Regions from separate parts of the Sus scrofa genome. Here region 2 is linked to region 1. The links are chromatin contacts, called in public promoter capture Hi-C maps. All regions are on one chromosome and are shown on one strand. Each heading gives the region's core, a stretch centred on a gene start, on an enhancer-like site or on the middle of the called end of the contact. The rest is flanking DNA. Distances are from core to core; before and after follow the strand shown. Region 1 holds the start of TMEM254 (transmembrane protein 254). Region 2 holds the start of SFTPD (surfactant protein D).

Evidence for each region. Promoter capture Hi-C pulls out the DNA fragments that hold promoters and counts their contacts.
Region 2: a promoter capture Hi-C map of liver shows a contact between it and region 1, with 6 times the contacts expected there. The contact joins the promoter of SFTPD here to the promoter of TMEM254 in region 1. A contact is called at or near these places in 1 of 5 promoter capture datasets (liver), 7 of 47 Hi-C or Micro-C datasets (alveolar macrophages, embryonic fibroblasts, liver and 2 more) and 1 of 2 datasets of contacts at active chromatin or transcription factors (alveolar macrophages).

What each region holds. Positions count from the first base shown.
Region 1 is chr14:81,937,510-81,945,442 of Sscrofa11.1, forward strand. TMEM254 (transmembrane protein 254) reads right to left here and starts at 2,934. Exons shown (of 4, transcript XM_003133087.4): 1 at 2,761-2,934. The coding sequence starts at 2,850.
Region 2 is chr14:82,048,874-82,056,806 of Sscrofa11.1, forward strand. It overlaps SFTPD (surfactant protein D), which reads left to right and starts at 2,661. Exons shown (of 8, transcript NM_214110.1): 1 at 2,661-2,699; 2 at 5,490-5,691. The coding sequence starts at 5,493.

The DNA.
Region 1 (7,933 bases), core at 1,684-4,183:
ATGCAGCAATGGCAACACCATATCCTTAACCCACTGCATGGAACTGCATCCCAGTGCTCCTGAGAAACCACTGATCTAGTTGCGCCACAGCAGGAACTCCAAACCTCTGTTTAATTTAGAATCTTTCTCTTTTTTCACTTTTTTGACCTCTAAAACTGGGAATGATCCACTGCAGTTAGAAAATAAGTGAAATCAGGTTTGTGAAGTGTCAGTAGTAATTACTTAATTATATAAGGTTTTTTTGTAATCTTATCAACTTTCCCTCAGTTTGTATTGTAACCTCTGCCAATTTAGGCTTTGCTGAGAATAACTAAGTGCCAACAGGTTTAAAATTTATTGTCTCATTCACGTTTAAACCAAGAGCAGTACAACCCCTCCCACTATGTTGTTATACACCTAAAATTTAAAGCATAAAATGTCACTGCATCTTCCAAAACAGAAAGAAATGGAAGGGGCAGCATCTGCCAGGTCCACAGTATTCTAACCTGAAACCCCCAAAGCTTCCCTCAATCTATCATCTTAACTACTTAGAATTACAGAACAGAAATGTAACTGAAAATTTTTTGGTTCAACACCACTGTTTTGCATATAGGAAAATGTGGACAAAAGTGGTCAGATTTGGCAACAACAGCACTGTGAATATGACAAACACACGTCTGATTCCCAGTCTCCTGGTTCTCCTGGGCAATCTCCAACTAGCTTTACTTTCCTTCAAAATTATACCAACTGTCAACAGAAATAATAAGCAATCTATAACAGGAATGGAAGAGAGTTTTATTTGAACCAATCTAAGGACTCTAACCCAGGGGACAGAGATTCAAGAGTTGTGTCCTGCTGGACTACAAAACAGGGGAAGCTTATTAAAACAAACAAACAAATAGAAATCTACATAAGTTGTTTGTCAAGAATTATAATTGGAGCTATCAAGAAATAAGGGTGCTTGTTAAGCAGGATTGGTTGGGGTCCAAAATGGCTATATAGTTAACAAGGGACAACCTTGAAACCATAAGGGTTGCAACTGGAAGCTGCTAACATATTGTTTTGAGAATAGCTGGTGGTTACCTTGAGTATGATACAGTTCAGAAAATTCAAGTTCTCGGTAGCAGGAAGGTGTGTGGGAAGGGTCCATTTTGAATGCCAGAATCACAGTTACTCCATTTTTATTTTTTTATTTTTATTTTTTGTTGCTTTTTAGGGCCATACCCAGCACATGGAGGTTCCCAGGCTAGGGGTGGAATCGGAGCTGTAGCCACCAGCCTAAGCCACAGTCAGGTGAGATCCTAGCCGTGTCTGAGACCTACACCACAGCTCATGGCAATGCGGAATCCTCAACCCACTGAGTGAGGCCAGGGATCGAACCCGAATCCTCATGGATACCAGTGGGATTCTTTTCTGCTGAGCCACAACGGGAACTCCGATTTTGATTTTGATTTTTTTTTTTTTTGTCTTTTTTTTCTGCCTTATCTTGAGCCGCTCCCACAGCATATGGAGGTTTCCAGGCCAGGGGTCGAATCGGAGCTATAGACGCAGGCCTACGCCAGAGCCACAGCAATGCGGGATCAGAGCCGCGTCTGCAACCTACACCACAGCTCACGGCAACGCCGGATCCTCAACCCACTGAGCAAGGCCAGGGATCAAACCCGAAACCTCATGGTTCCTAGTTGGATTCGTTAACCACTGCACCACGACGGGAACTCCTGATTTTGATTTTTAAATGCATTGTTTGTTAAAGCAGATATATAATCCACATTTCATAGCCCACAAAACAAGTTATTATAGTCGAAAGGAAATTTTTAATCATGTATTAGCCAGAATGATTTTACACCTCAATATGTGAAAACTTCTTACATCACAATTTAGTCCCCAATCTACTTTTCTGGGTATCTTTCCTGTATCCTTTAAATGAATTCTGACTAAGTAAAAGTCATTCTTCCTCTTTGCAGAGATTTTCTGTCTTCTTGATTCTACATCTATGCGGTAACATGTATATCCGCTCTATCCCTTTTTACAAATTAAATCCTACCCATTCTTTAGGTTTTTCCCCATTTTCCAAGCAAATCCAACTGCCTCAAACATTCTGCTTCTGAAGCCCTAGTTTGACTTGGCAGGCCTAGCACTGTCTGCCAACTTGTCCTCCTTCTCCTGGAGCTCTACTAAGACCTAGCTAAGTCATTCCTAACTGTGGAAACGCAAAGACAGAGACAGTTTCTAGGCAGAGACCTTCCTTACAAGCCCACCGAACTTCCATTTACACCAGTAACCTAGGCAACCACCTGGTACGCAAGCGCAAGACTTCCCGCCCACCCCAGTGTCCCTCGCTCTACGGGAGCCTGGAGGGCCAAAACAGATGCACCAACCCGCACTATAACTTACTCCGAAATATCCCAGCCCCAGGATCGTGATCAGCGAGGGCAAGGGGTTGGCTGTACGGAAGTATGAGGTAGCAGCCCTGCCAGCCTCCGACTTTGCCACCACCATCTTGAAAGATCTAGATACTGAGTCATGGTGTGGGTAGCCTTTCCTGCCCTCATATAGGGAAAGCGTGAATAACTGGTTTCTCAGGATCTCAAAACTGCGAAACGCGTGGGCAGACAAGCGCGCCTGCGTTGTCTTCCCGGGTATAATCCTCGGGCTCACAGCGCCGCGGGAGTGCGATTGCGCCTGCGCGATCTCTCCCGCCTAGCAGGTAGGGTTGATTTCACAGCTGAAGGGAGCGCTCTGTTGCCTCGCTTGGTCTTTCTTGGAGGCCGCTGCCCTTACCGTGTAATAGCCAAAGGAGACGGTGATGATGGTGACCCAAAACAGACTGCTCCTCTGGAAGTAAGTCTGATCTCTAGTTGCCTTCCCCATCGCTGCAGCTCATACCAGGGAATGCCGGGCAGGCCTCCGCTGGGCGCGCTGGATGAAAGCAAGGCTGGAGGTGGGGCCTCGGCAAAGGCTCCTCCCTTCTCTCATCTACCTTCCCGGAGGGAGAAGAATCTCTAGGTCTGAAACTCAGAAAACTTGTGTCTCCGCTGGTTTTGGCCTGGTGGACTGGTCATCACCTTGCAGGGGAGACCCCTCTTTGAGTGTCACTTTCCAACTAGTCTAATATATAAATAACGGTGTTAGGATAGTTGGTACTTTATTCCTCTAATAACTATGAATCTGTTTTTTTGAACTTAACCTCTGCTTTGCTTTGTGGGGAGTATAAAAAATTTAATAGAAGCCCCAATTAAATAGACTTGGGAGAAAGGGATACTCTCACAGCCTGTGATGATAGCAGAGACCATTTGGTAGGAGGTGCCTCTTCCTTCCTGGCAAGGACACAGCCGAAGAAAACCCACAGGCTCTTCATTTTCCCTAGCCCTCCCAACTTCCTTTTCTTCTCCTTAAAAGTGTTCTCCTTCCCTTTGTTGGGGGTGGGTGGGTGTGGAGCTTGCACAGGGCTCACCATGGTTGCAGATGTGGACTTGCAATTCTTTGCAGATCCCAGAATAAGCCTATATTTTCTGGAGAAATATCTGGTAGGCTCTTTGTTTCAGATCAACAGAGATAATATTCTTCCTCTTCCACAGTAAAGATGTATTGACTGGAGTTCCCATTATGGTGCAGCAGAAATGAATCCGGCTAGTAGCCATAAGGATGCAGATTTGATCCCTGGCCTTGATCAAGTGGGTTGGGGATCCAGAATTGCAGTGAGCTGTGGTGTAGTTCACGGATGCTGCTTGGATCCCACATTACTGTGGCTATGGGGTAGGCTGGCAGCTGTAGCTCTGATTGGACCCCAAGTGCCACACATGCGGCCCTAAAAAAGGCAAAAAAAAAAAAAAAAAAAAAAAGATGTGTAGAACCACATAGCACAGCCATTATGAGCAGGGGCCATGGAATAGATGACCTGGCTCTGCCACTTTTTCTGTAAGCTTAGATAGTTGCCTAAGCCATCGGTGCCTTATCTCTCTCTATGTAAAGTCGGGATATACTGGTTCCTACCTCAGAGCTTTTGGGTGGATTAAATGAGTTTACACTTGTAATAAAAGCACTATAAAACAAAGAATGTTGACCACCATCCAGTTGTACAAGGCTCAAGTCATTAGCCACTGCAGTTGTCCTATGGTGCATGCTGAAAGGAATTCAGAATGAAGTATATGGTGAGGGCCTCTGTGCTTTGGGAAAACAGGAAAAACAGTCCCTTAGATAAATATATTTCAGGAAAAAATTTCATGAACCCGAACTCTTGTGTCTTTCTCATAGTTAGAAAAGCACTATAGTCATTACTGAGATATCTCTTCCTTGTGACTAGCAGTAACCTTCTACCAAGATGAATGCTTGATTGCACGTACTCCTTAGCCAAAATTATATATGCTGGCCTTTCCTCTTATCTGTTCAGAGCTATCTGGGAGGCTGTCTCTTGGGCTGTAGTCCTCAGTAAATCATAGAATAAACTCAGCTCACAGCTGTGCATTTTTCTTTCAGTCAATAGCACACACAAAAGTGTGTGGACCATAGTGCTTTACAAGTATTGGATGTAACTAATATTACTGAGCTTTTGACATTTGTGCCAGGCCCCTGTGCTAAGTGCTATATCATCAGTGTGAGGTGGGAGGCATATCAGACCAAAGTGTGTTCTGATTAGACTTCAGAAAAAGATGGTTTCACTTGGGCCTTAAAAATGGATGAAGCAATAGCTGATACTCGCTGTGCACTTACTATGTTCAAGGCATTGTTCTAAGTACTATATTTGGAAGGATTAGCTCGTTTAATTCTCAAAACAACTCTATGCTATAGACCAATGTCCTTCATTTGAAAGATAGGAAACTGAATACCAAGAAGTACCCAAAGTCATCTAAGTGGGTAGGTATACCGGGAGTCAAGTGGTAGCTGAGTGTTCCAGCACTCTTAAGGACCATACTAAAAATAAGTTGTGGGAGTTCCCGTCATGGCACAGTGGAAACGAATCCAACTAGGAACCATGAGGTTGCGGGTTCGATCCCTGGCCTCACTCAATGGGTTAAGGATCCGGCATTGCCATGAGCTGTGGTGTAGGTCGCAGATGTGGCTCGGATCTGATGTTGCTGTGGCTGTGGTGTAGGCCGGCAGCAAAGGCTCGGATTAGACCTCTAGCCTGGGAACATCCATATGCTGCAGGTACGGCCCTGAAAAGACAAAAAGACAAAAATAAATAAGTTGTGGAATATTTTCAGAACTTCATCAGTCAACATGGAAATAGGCAAGGTTCTCTGTCCTCATTTTTGCATGAATGTATTTGGTTATGTTTTAAAGAATGGATTTCCAGAATATGTGACACAATCCATTTCCCAGATAAACCACAGTGCCTGTCAGTATCAGGGTTACCAGTGCTAAACAGCTTTTCTTATCCTCATCTTCCTTCATCGCACTACTCTTGGTTTTCCTCTCTGAACATCTGTTTTCTCAGCTTTTCTTTTCCTTCTTGTCCCCTAGATATCAGAACTCTTGTGTCTTTCTCATAGTTAGGAAAGAAACCGAGTTCGGGTTTCCTGTTAGCTTCTCTCTGTGTTTACAGTCCTTTTGAGCTTTAATTTTCACCTCCATCTGGAAGATTCTAAAAAAATCTCTCCAGTCTCAGTCCCTCTCCAGTTGCCTGCTGGTCACCTTTACTAGATGTGACACCATACCTGAAAGCCAAAAAGCCCACTATTATCCACAGAGCCAAGCCTCCCCCATTTATGTTAATAGCATCTTCCTTCTTCTAGGCACCCAGAGCCTCCCTTTTGGCTGCCTTCATATCTGTCAAGAGTCATCTGTCAAAAGTTCTGTTGATTAACATGATATCTGATCCTTCTGGATTAAACTGAAACTGAGTCTGCCTAAAACCAAATTTTCTTTCTTTCTTTTTTTTTTTTTTTTTTTTTTTTTTTGGTCTTTTTGGCTTTTCTAGGGCTGCTCCCACGGCATATGGAGGTTCTCAGGCTAGCAGTCCAATCGGAGCTGTAGTTGCCAGCTTATGCCAGAGCCACAGCAACGTGAGATCAGAGCCGCGTCTGCAACCTATACCACAGCTCACAGCAATGCCGGATCCTTAACCCACTGAGCAAGGCTAGGGATTGAACCTGCAACCTCATGGTTCCAAGTCAGATTCGTTAACCACTGCACCACGACGGGAACTCCAAACCAAATTTTCTTACCAAGTTTATGATTATTTTAATTTTATTTTTAACATGTTTATTGAAATGTGCTTGATTTATAGTGTTGTATTAGTTTCAGGTGTACAGCAAAGTGATTCAGTTATACGTGTGTGTGTGTATCTATACATATATATGTGTATTTTTATACTCTTTTTAAGATTCTTTTCCATTATAGATTATTACAAAATATTGAACTGAATTTTTGATTAATCTCTCTATCCAAAACTTTCTTTTCTTTGTCCCTTCTGACCTCAGTCCTGTGCTAACTGAACACTAATCAACCAGAATCAGATGGCTAAAACTGCTCTTGTAGAAATCATTAATGTACAAACTCAGGCTGTTTCTCCAGGATAGGATGAGCTAATAGACTCCAGAGGCATGGACCCTGTGGCCTGAGAATCATAAGCCAGAGACATCCTGACTATGATTAAGAAATGTCACAGAAATATCTTAAGATGATTATTAATCCCAGCCAAAATCTTCGTTCTTCTGCTTTAAAAAACAAAACAGAACAAACCCCCAGCTCAAAGACCAAGTTGGAGTGGATCTGAGAATTGTCTTCCACTCCCTTGCTTGGGGCCCTGCGATAAATCTTGAGGTTGCTGCAAACATCACCTGCCTGCTTTCTATGCTGCAGGCACACTAGCCCTTGCTGGTCACCAAAAACTGTAATTTAATTTTTACTATCTCCCTAGGTCATGTCATTTGTTTCAGAAGTTGTTAACAAGAGAAAAAAACTTCGATTGTCCTAATTAATAAAATAGAGATAAATGAGGTAAAAGCTTTTAGGTAGATTCTTTAGAATAATTGTGTTTAATTTCTCCAGATTTGTGGTAACCTGAAACTTCAGAGTTTTGCTAAACCAAGTTAAATGATGGAAGTTTATTAAATATCTAGGTCATTTTCACATAAGTAAGACATTAAAATATTAATTACTAAACATTACAGAGAAAATAAAAATTTTAGGACTATTAATAAATAGTCACATTGTGCCATTTTCTGTTAAATGGTGTCACACTGATACATTTTCTCTATCACACTGGTGTCACAGTGTCACACTGATACATTTGGTGTCACACTGATACATTTTCTGTAAAAAAGCATGTTTTTAGAAACCATAAATAGTATTTATAAGTTTGCCAATCTATTGACTGCTAATGTAAAAAAGTTCATAATGGCTTAATTCTTAGTTTTTATTAGAAATTAAGGTTTTTAAGAGTTGAGAATTCTAATTAAAAATGTAATTAAAGCTATTAGAAATAATGAGGGAAACATTTCAACATGCAGGGAAAGTAGGGTGCATGGTTTCAGTAACCGAAAGTATGAAGGGGAGTTTTCTTTGTGGCTCAGGAGTAACGAACCTGAGATTAGTATCCATGAACACTCGGGTTCATCCCCTGGCCCCGCTCAGTGGGTTAAAGACCCGGCATTGCTGTGAGCTGTAGTGTAGGCTGAAGACAAGGCTTGGATCTGGAGTTGCTGTGGCTGTGGTATAGGCCTGCAGCTGCAGCTCCAATTCAACCCCTACCCTGGGAACTTCCATATGCCATGGGTATGGCTGTAAAAAGAAAAAAAAGAAAAAAGTACGAAGACTGGAAATGCATTTTGTTAAGGGAAAAGAAAGTAATTTTGTCTTAGAGCTGTTGTTTCTGGATAGGAAAGAAAATAAGGGACAAACTGATATGGATACAGAAAGTTGTGGAAAAGGAACTCTGAGAAAAGAGTTTTAAACCTGGTCAAGATTGGCTAAGATTAGATTGAATTTAATTAAGTAACTGAATTAAAAG
Region 2 (7,933 bases), core at 1,411-3,910, 110 kb after region 1:
TTTTGGGAAACTGGCCATGTCCAATCCATAAGCCTATCTCTGAGATAATATCCCTAACGTCTATGTCTCCAATTATTTAGGGGTGTTGGGTCAGGGGTATGCTTGTATTTTGTGGCTAATCTAGGTCCTTGAGTTTTTGTCTGGATTCACCAGCCATCCCCATGCCATCAGACAAACCACAAGCACAAGGCTGCTACTTTTAAGCTGGAAAGAGACTCTGTGGCTAACAATGTCAATATAATGGAAGAGAAAGACATCTCTCATGGTGGTCAGATGCCACAGGACCCCACATGGCAGTGGACGACCACTTCAGGATTACCCCCCTAACTTTCCATACCTTTTCCTTATTTCTTGACATCTCGGCACTCACAGGAGTTTCCTTGGCCTCTTGGCTGGCTCCTCAATTGTTGGGCTGCCCACCCACTGCAGGCCTGCAAGCCTTGTAGTTGCCCAACCTTGAGATGGAAGAAAGAGCCCAGACACACTGACAGAGCCATCAGTGGCTTATTGGACAGGGGATCTTACATCTCCAAAGCAGAAGGGTCCTAGAGCAACACCCCCACTGTGTATGGCAGGACAGTCAGCAAACTTCATTGCTGGTGGGAGGAGGCTATCATTTATGGGGGAACTGACGTCAAGTTGGCTCACCAGTTGCCAAGGAAACCAGCAGCTGGAGCAGGGGAAAGCATGTGGGTACTTACCAATTAAGATCTATAATTAAAAGGATTGGATAGTCACATGAGTGAAGTAGGGTCTGGCCGAGCTGGTGATGTACAGAGAGCAAGAGAACAGCCGTCTTGGATGACCTGACTATACCTATGTCCACTGAGCTGGGAGTTTCCACAGTAATGTGGGCAATCAGCTGGTAAAATACCAGAGGCTACAGCTTAGCTCTGACAAAGGTGCAGCTAATGAAATCCACCAGGGGTTTCTGATATTGCTGGGCTGCAGTGCAGCAGTGGTGACTAGCTCCCAAAGAAAGCATGTAGTTATCCTGACCTCATCTTGGGAAGAGAGGGTGAGCCAGTGATCCTCTGCATGAAAGCCATTGTGATCACCATTTAAAATCTGATTCTCAGAGTTCCCTGGTGGCCTTGCGGTTAAAGATTTGGCATTGTGACCACTGTGGCTCAGGTTCAGTGCCTGGCCCAGGAAATTTCACAAGCTGTGGGTGCAGCCCAAAATATAAAATCAGATCAAATCTGATTCTTCTCACTTGTGTAACTGAGAAAAGCAAAGGTTTTCACTGGAACATGAGTGTCTGGGTTGGATCATAAGTAGACCTGGACCTTGGTGGAATGTGGAGTTAGATAAAGAAACTCCATATTCTTTGCTATAATGGGGTCCAAGGGCATTGTGAGGGATGAATCTGACACCCTAGGAGTTAGCAGTTAACAGAAGTCAGCTTGCAGGAAGAAACAAAGTATAGGACTCCTTTAATAAGGGTCATCCTAAATAAGAATTTTGTCTAGCCACCAGGATAAGACTTGACAATTAGGATTTGTGGGGAGAGGAGAACAAGGGTTCAGTTCAGCCTCCATGCTGACTTAGATCTCCAGGGGCACAAGAACATCCTAGAATAGAGGGGGCTGTGTTAGTGATGAAAGGGCTCAAACATTAGGGGCCCAGGTGCTCTGCTATGGGATCCTGCTTCAAAAAATTGCAACATGGGAAACAGAAGACCTTTTCTTATCAACTGAGGAAAACTGGCTTTATAGGTTCCACAGTATACAAGGTGATGGCATCAAAAGCTAGGAGCAAGTCAGCACCTCCAAGGGGGTGCCCATAGGAAAGGACTGGAAACATGCGGCTGCTGGTGTATAGACCTAGGCAAAGGGTGGATGGAAGAGATAAAGTCACAAGGATCTAAAAGCAAGCAGAGCTGACAGCCACAGCAGTAGGGTGGGGAAATGCCCTACAGTCACTAGAAGTTAGAGTTACCCTGGGGATGGTTACGACAGTGTATCAGCAGCTCAGGGGTCCAAACTGGCCACTAGAGCAATGTAATGGGCAAACACAAGCTAAAGAGATGGAGAGATTTGGGCAAGGAAGGCCATCCCACAAAAGGCAAGTGGCAGGGGGCACTCTTAGATCCAGAGCAGAGAGCAAAAGAGTGACCCCTGCTAGGTGGTAGCTCCTCCAACCGCTGCCCCCACCCCAGGCTGCTACCTAGCACTTCCTCTACAAGGCTACTCCCACTCAGGTATACAAGGAGCTCCCAGCTCTTTCCTAATATCTAGGCAGTAATGTTGAGGTGAAGGGGGAAGAGAAGTGGGCACAGTAGGTGCTGGCTCTTGGATTCTGCAGATGCAGGTTGCTTTTGCAATAGTTGTAGGTCACTGTGCAACTGGCTGGTCTTCTCTGGACCTTGAATTCCTGGACATCTGTAAAATACAGACACTGTTGCTGCCACTTAACTCCAAGGGTTGCAATGAGATGCAGATGAGAGCGTGGACTGAGGTGCTCTATAAACTCTAAGGTGATGGGTGTGTAGTGTTATGAACATCAGTGGCAGGTGTCCAGAATGCAGGTGATCGAGTGAGTCAACAAGGAAGAAAATTGCTCTATCTACTTCTTGAAGAGGGTTCTCAGGAAACTGGGGCTGGGAGGCCCAGGTTACAGGGCAGTCATAAATAGCCAGTGCCTGCCCAGAAAACTTTAGTTTGCCTGGAGATTCTGGAGCTCTAGAGGACGCAACTGTGAGTGTTTCTGGTCTTGCATCTCCTTTTGTTCTCCTGATGTCCAGTGAGTAGCTCCCTGCCTCTATGGGTGGCTTATCCTACCAGTGTTGAGGAAGGCAGGGTCTGTGGAGCTGTTCAGGCCTAGGAGGGTGGGTGTTGGAGGTGGGGGGCACAGTGGGGTAATAAGGAGCACTCTTCTTCCCCACACTCTGCTCTCTTAACTCAGGGGGAGATTTGTTTCCTGGTCTGGGACAGGGTAGGTGAATTGGGTATGATACCCAACCAGACCTCAAATGCCATTGTTGGAAGCCCCCGTGGAAAATGCAGTTCATTTTCCTCTTGGCTCCTCTCCATCCCTGATTTCTTCAGAGAGAGTAGTAGCCGAGAAACAGACCAGGTGTCCCTCTGTCAGTTCTAAGTCCATCCCGGTATCTAATGACCGTGAGGCATGGATAAACATTGCTTCTCTCAGCCTCAATCTTAAAAAGCTTTCTGGACTAGGTCACTGATTTTTCGACCAATTTTCAGAGGGGTCATTGGTTTTTTTCCCCAATAAAATCTTAACCTGAAAGTTTGGTATAAACAGAACATCATGTATATTGAAGGGGCTATGGATCTTCCCATTCTCTCTGTTGTCCCAGGTAAGATGCCTCATCTGAATTTTTGGTCTGAAAACCTGTAAGTTTTCTCTCTCCAAGGCCCTTCCTGCTACAGTGGGTGATGATACGTTCCCTCCCATCTTGAGCCATTGGGCAGAATACCTTTTGCTTTTCGGGCCCCAGTGTTGAGGTCAGAGGTCAAATGTCCTGGTGCTGGCCTGGGTCCTTTGGTACCATGACTGAGCTCTGCCACAAGTACAATGAGGCAACTGCAGCTGGCCTGAGAACCCATCTGGGTATTTGTAGAGACTCCCAGGATCCCTGAGGAAGTGGTGGATTCAAAAGTGAAGACAGGAGCTCCTGCTGTGGTATGGGATCAGCGGCGCGTCTGGTGAGCACTGAGACCCAGGTTTGAGCCCCAGCCCAGCACCGTGTGTTAAGGATCTGGTGCTGCCACATTTACAGCTTATGTCTCAACTGCAGCTGGGTCTGAGCCCTGGCCTGGGAATTCCATATGCCACAGGGCAGCCAAAAGAAGTGAAAGACAGAGTTCCCATTGTTTCTCCCCAGGTTAAGAACCTGACATAGTATCCATGAAGATGTGGGTTTGATCCCTGGCCTTACTCAGTGGATTAAGGATCCAGACTTGCAGCTTGATCTGGCGCTGCTGTGGTTGTGGTGCAGGCCTGCAGCTACAACTCCGATTCAACCCCTAGCCCAGGAACTTCCATATGCTGCAGGTGCCCCCCTCCCAAAAAAAAGAAATTAAATTTAAAAAGCCATAGAGGGGAGTTCTCGTCATGGCTCAGGGGTTAACGAATCCGACTAGGAACCATGAGGTTGCAAGTTCGATCCCTGGCCTTGCTCAGTGGGTTGAGGATTTGGTGTTGCTATGAGCTGTGGTGTAGGTTGCAGACATGGCTCAGATCCCGAGTTGCTGTGGCTCTGGTGTAGGCCGGCGGCTACAGCTCTGATTAGACCCCTAGCCTGGGAACCTCCATGTGCTGTGGGAGCAGCCCTAGAAAAAGGCAAAAAAGACCAAAAACAAACAAACAAACAAACAAAAAAACAAACAAAAAACCCGATAGAGGCTAGTGCACAATAGGGCTCATCCACAGCAATGAATTGGCAGTTCAGGGAAGGAGCACTTCTCTGGCCAAGAAGCCCTTCCCCTCCCACCACCTCAGCCAGCCTGGTGACTCTCCTCCCCTTGGCAGGTCCCTCGCGGGCTTTGTTACCAGCTTCCAACTCCTATGAGCCTTTTCTGCTCATAACTTTACCGTTTCTCTCCAAGAGAGGAAGGAAGCTCCGTAGTGGGAGTGACCCCTGTCCTGAACACCCCCCTAATCTCACTTAGTTCCTAAGTTCCTTTCAGATGGTAACCAGATACCTTGTGGGACATCTGCTCTTTTTTGCCCTTCAGAATTAGCCTTCCTCTGACTGGGCCCATCTCTTGTGTCCCCTTCCTCCACAAGGGGCCCCTGTTCCAAGTTCTCTCAGGAGGTCTGAGCAGGGCTCTAGGTGTCCCACGGTCTCTCCAGCCACTAATTTAGTGTCTCTGAGAACTTTCGCCTGGGTTCTCTCTGGGACTTTCCTCATGGAGAGTGTCTAGCCCAGAAATGGCAAGTCTCCTGACAAACATGAAGCCATCTGGTGCCCAGGACATATTTCACCAAGCATGCAGGTCTCTGGCTGCTTTTCAGACAGCAGCGCAGACGACCAGGACTAGTCCATCCAAGGCAGCAAGAGAGAGGAAATGATTCTGCCTTGTTGGAGCTGAGCCAATCACCTTGATGGATCGGAAAGGGAGAGAAAGTCTGGAGAGGGGAAAGGTGCTGCCTAAGGGCCCTTGGTGAGTCCTTCCTGAGGTGACAAATGGCCTCAGTGAGGAATTCTACTTTCTAGCCATGGTGCCCTTGGCAGTGCCCAAGGGGAGTCACAAAAAGGGGTGATACAGAGTATTTGAGAATAGGTGGCTGCTGTTGGCAGCCCATGTCAGAGATCCAGCTGGTTAACTCATGCCTTCCCGGGCCAGAACTTATTGCCACCTTGTCCCTAAACTGCCTCCAGAGCGCTGCTGCTCTTGGTCCCAGAGATGGGGAGAAGAGCTGGGGGAGGGGCTTCTCCTGACCTCCAGGAGCTGGACCACACCCTCATCTGTGTGCTAGGACCAAGAGCACCTCCTCTTTCTTTCTGTTCACCTGCCTAGGACATGCTTCTCCTCCCTCTCTCCGTGCTGATCCTGCTCACACAGCCCCCGAGGTCACTGGGAGCAGAAATGAAGACCTATTCCCAGAGAGCAGTGGCCAACGCCTGCGCCCTGGTCATGTGTAGCCCCATGGAGAATGGCCTGCCTGGTCGTGATGGTCGGGATGGGAGAGAGGGCCCTCGGGGCGAGAAGGGGGATCCAGGTACAGCTGGGCCCACGGGCTTGTCTTGGTGGAGAGGGGTGGGCGCTGGAATTGTAACCAACCCAGAAACTGAGAATTCTGCTGTGGAAACTTTGGAGATGGTCTTCTTCCCAAGGAGGTGGGTTTCTCCCAGATATTCAGCCCACCCAAAACATGGCTTGGCTGGTTGGCTTGGCAAAGACAGGCTGCCCCGAGCCCCCAAGTGCCTCCCCCCATCACCACCTGCCCTGATTCCTCCTCTAGGGTCTTCTGACTCCACCCACTCCAAGAATGAGCAAACAGTAAGTAAATGACTGGTATTTGGGCACCTCTAGAACCTGCTCCATCACTTAACCATTGTTCATTCTGAGTAAATGGTGCCTCTGCAGAGTGTTAAATATTTTAAATATTTAGTTAAATCTATCCCATGAAGGGTGGGAAGGGATGAGGGTCTGTGGTCCCATACTCAGGCCTGATCAAAAGGATTTTCCCTAAATACATTAAGGAGAGAAGGAAGAGGAGCTCACATGCCTTTGTCCAGCCCTGTGCTTGGATGTTCACTTGAGTAGTTACCAAAAGTCTACAAGGGATGTATTAACCTTGTCTGATAGTTAAGAAAATTATGACAGAGAGATGCTAAATGACACCCAGTCTGGGGAATTTCCATTGTGGCTCAGCGGTAACAAACCTAACTATTATCCATGAGGACGCAGGTTCCATCCCTGGTTTCGCTCAGTGGGTCGGGGATCCAGCATTGTCAGGAGCTGTGGTATAAGTCACAGACGTGCCTTGGATCTGGTGTTGCTGTAGCTCTGATTCAACACCTAGCCTGGGAAATTCCATATGCCGCAAGTGTGTCCCTAAAAAGAAAAAAAAAATGACAGCCAATCTGGAAGGTGAAATGGACTTGGGCTTCTGCATCAGATGCATCTGTGCTTGACTGCTAGCTCCATCTCCACAGTAGGGACCTCCCCCTCCCCAGACACCCCACCCCGGGACAAGCCCCTCAGTGCCTTTGAGTCTCAGTCTGCTCATCTGTAGATGGGTATAATATCACCACACAGTAACAAGTAATTGAGCCAAGGCTTCATTTTTTGTTGAGTCTTCAGAATAAAGTTGCATCTCCTTGCTGTATCAATTAGGTGAATTCTCCTGAGGTTTCCAAAGGCACTGATTATTAAGGGAATCATTAGAGAAATACTGCACCACAGGGGAGAATCTGGGTCTTATATTGTTAAGAAGTAAGAATTCAATGAACCACCCAAAAGGACGAAGGGACCATGATGGCACTGGGCTAGGGCTATGGAGGGATCAGTTGTGGTCTTTATATTCTGGAGTTTGCATTTTGGTTGAGAAGGAAGGAAACAACATTTACGTGGGAAAGAATAGGTAACATTCCCCAGGCTTTGCAGGGTAAGGGACAAACAAGTATCTGTCTGTCCTTTATAGACAGAAAGTGGTTCCCAAAGTGAAGGGACTGGGGTTAGGGGAAGGCTGCCTGGAAGTGAACTCAGGAGAGGGGTGGTATTCAAGGCACCAGCTCTCTTAGAGAATCCCAGCTTTCTCTAGCTTCCAGCAGAGGGGCCCTGGGTTGAAGCCTTTCCTACAGTGGCCCTCTGAGCAGCATGATGTGTGGCTGAGAGCCCCCTTTCTAGTGCATTCCAAGCTTGGCCTCGGGTTGGTGCTTGGAGAGCAAACACTGCAATGCTTTGCTCCACTCTGGCTCCTCAATTCCAGGCACTTTAGTCACTCAACCATTCTGGGGCTGAGAATTTCCTGGAGACCTTGGAGCATCCTCAGAATCCTGAACCAAGTAGGTCTGGGTGGGGCCAAAGTCTGCACTTGGGACAACCTCCCCGGCAGATTCTGATGCACATGGTCCCAAGAACTTGCTATAAAGGACAAGGTGGGGCTGAGAGGAGAGACCCTCGAGCAGAGGTGGAGGATGGAGCTGGGCCACGGTGGCATATCATGCTAGGCCGATAAGACCCTACCCCTGCTGGGGAGGCTATATTTCAGGGAAGGGGGGTCCCTCCAGGGGCATGCATCTCCTTTAGAATAAAACCTCACCCCTGGGCCGTCCCCTAGGTCACTCTCCACCCTGCTGACCTCTGTGGCCTCACTTTCTTCTCCTCCTCCCAGGCTCCCTGGGCTCTGACCTCACTGGCTCCTAGCTGGTCTCTAAGCACCCTCAGCCCCCTGCCTCCCAGGACCCTGTCCTTGCTCTTTCCACACACATCCCCCTGGTTCACTCTTCTTTCCT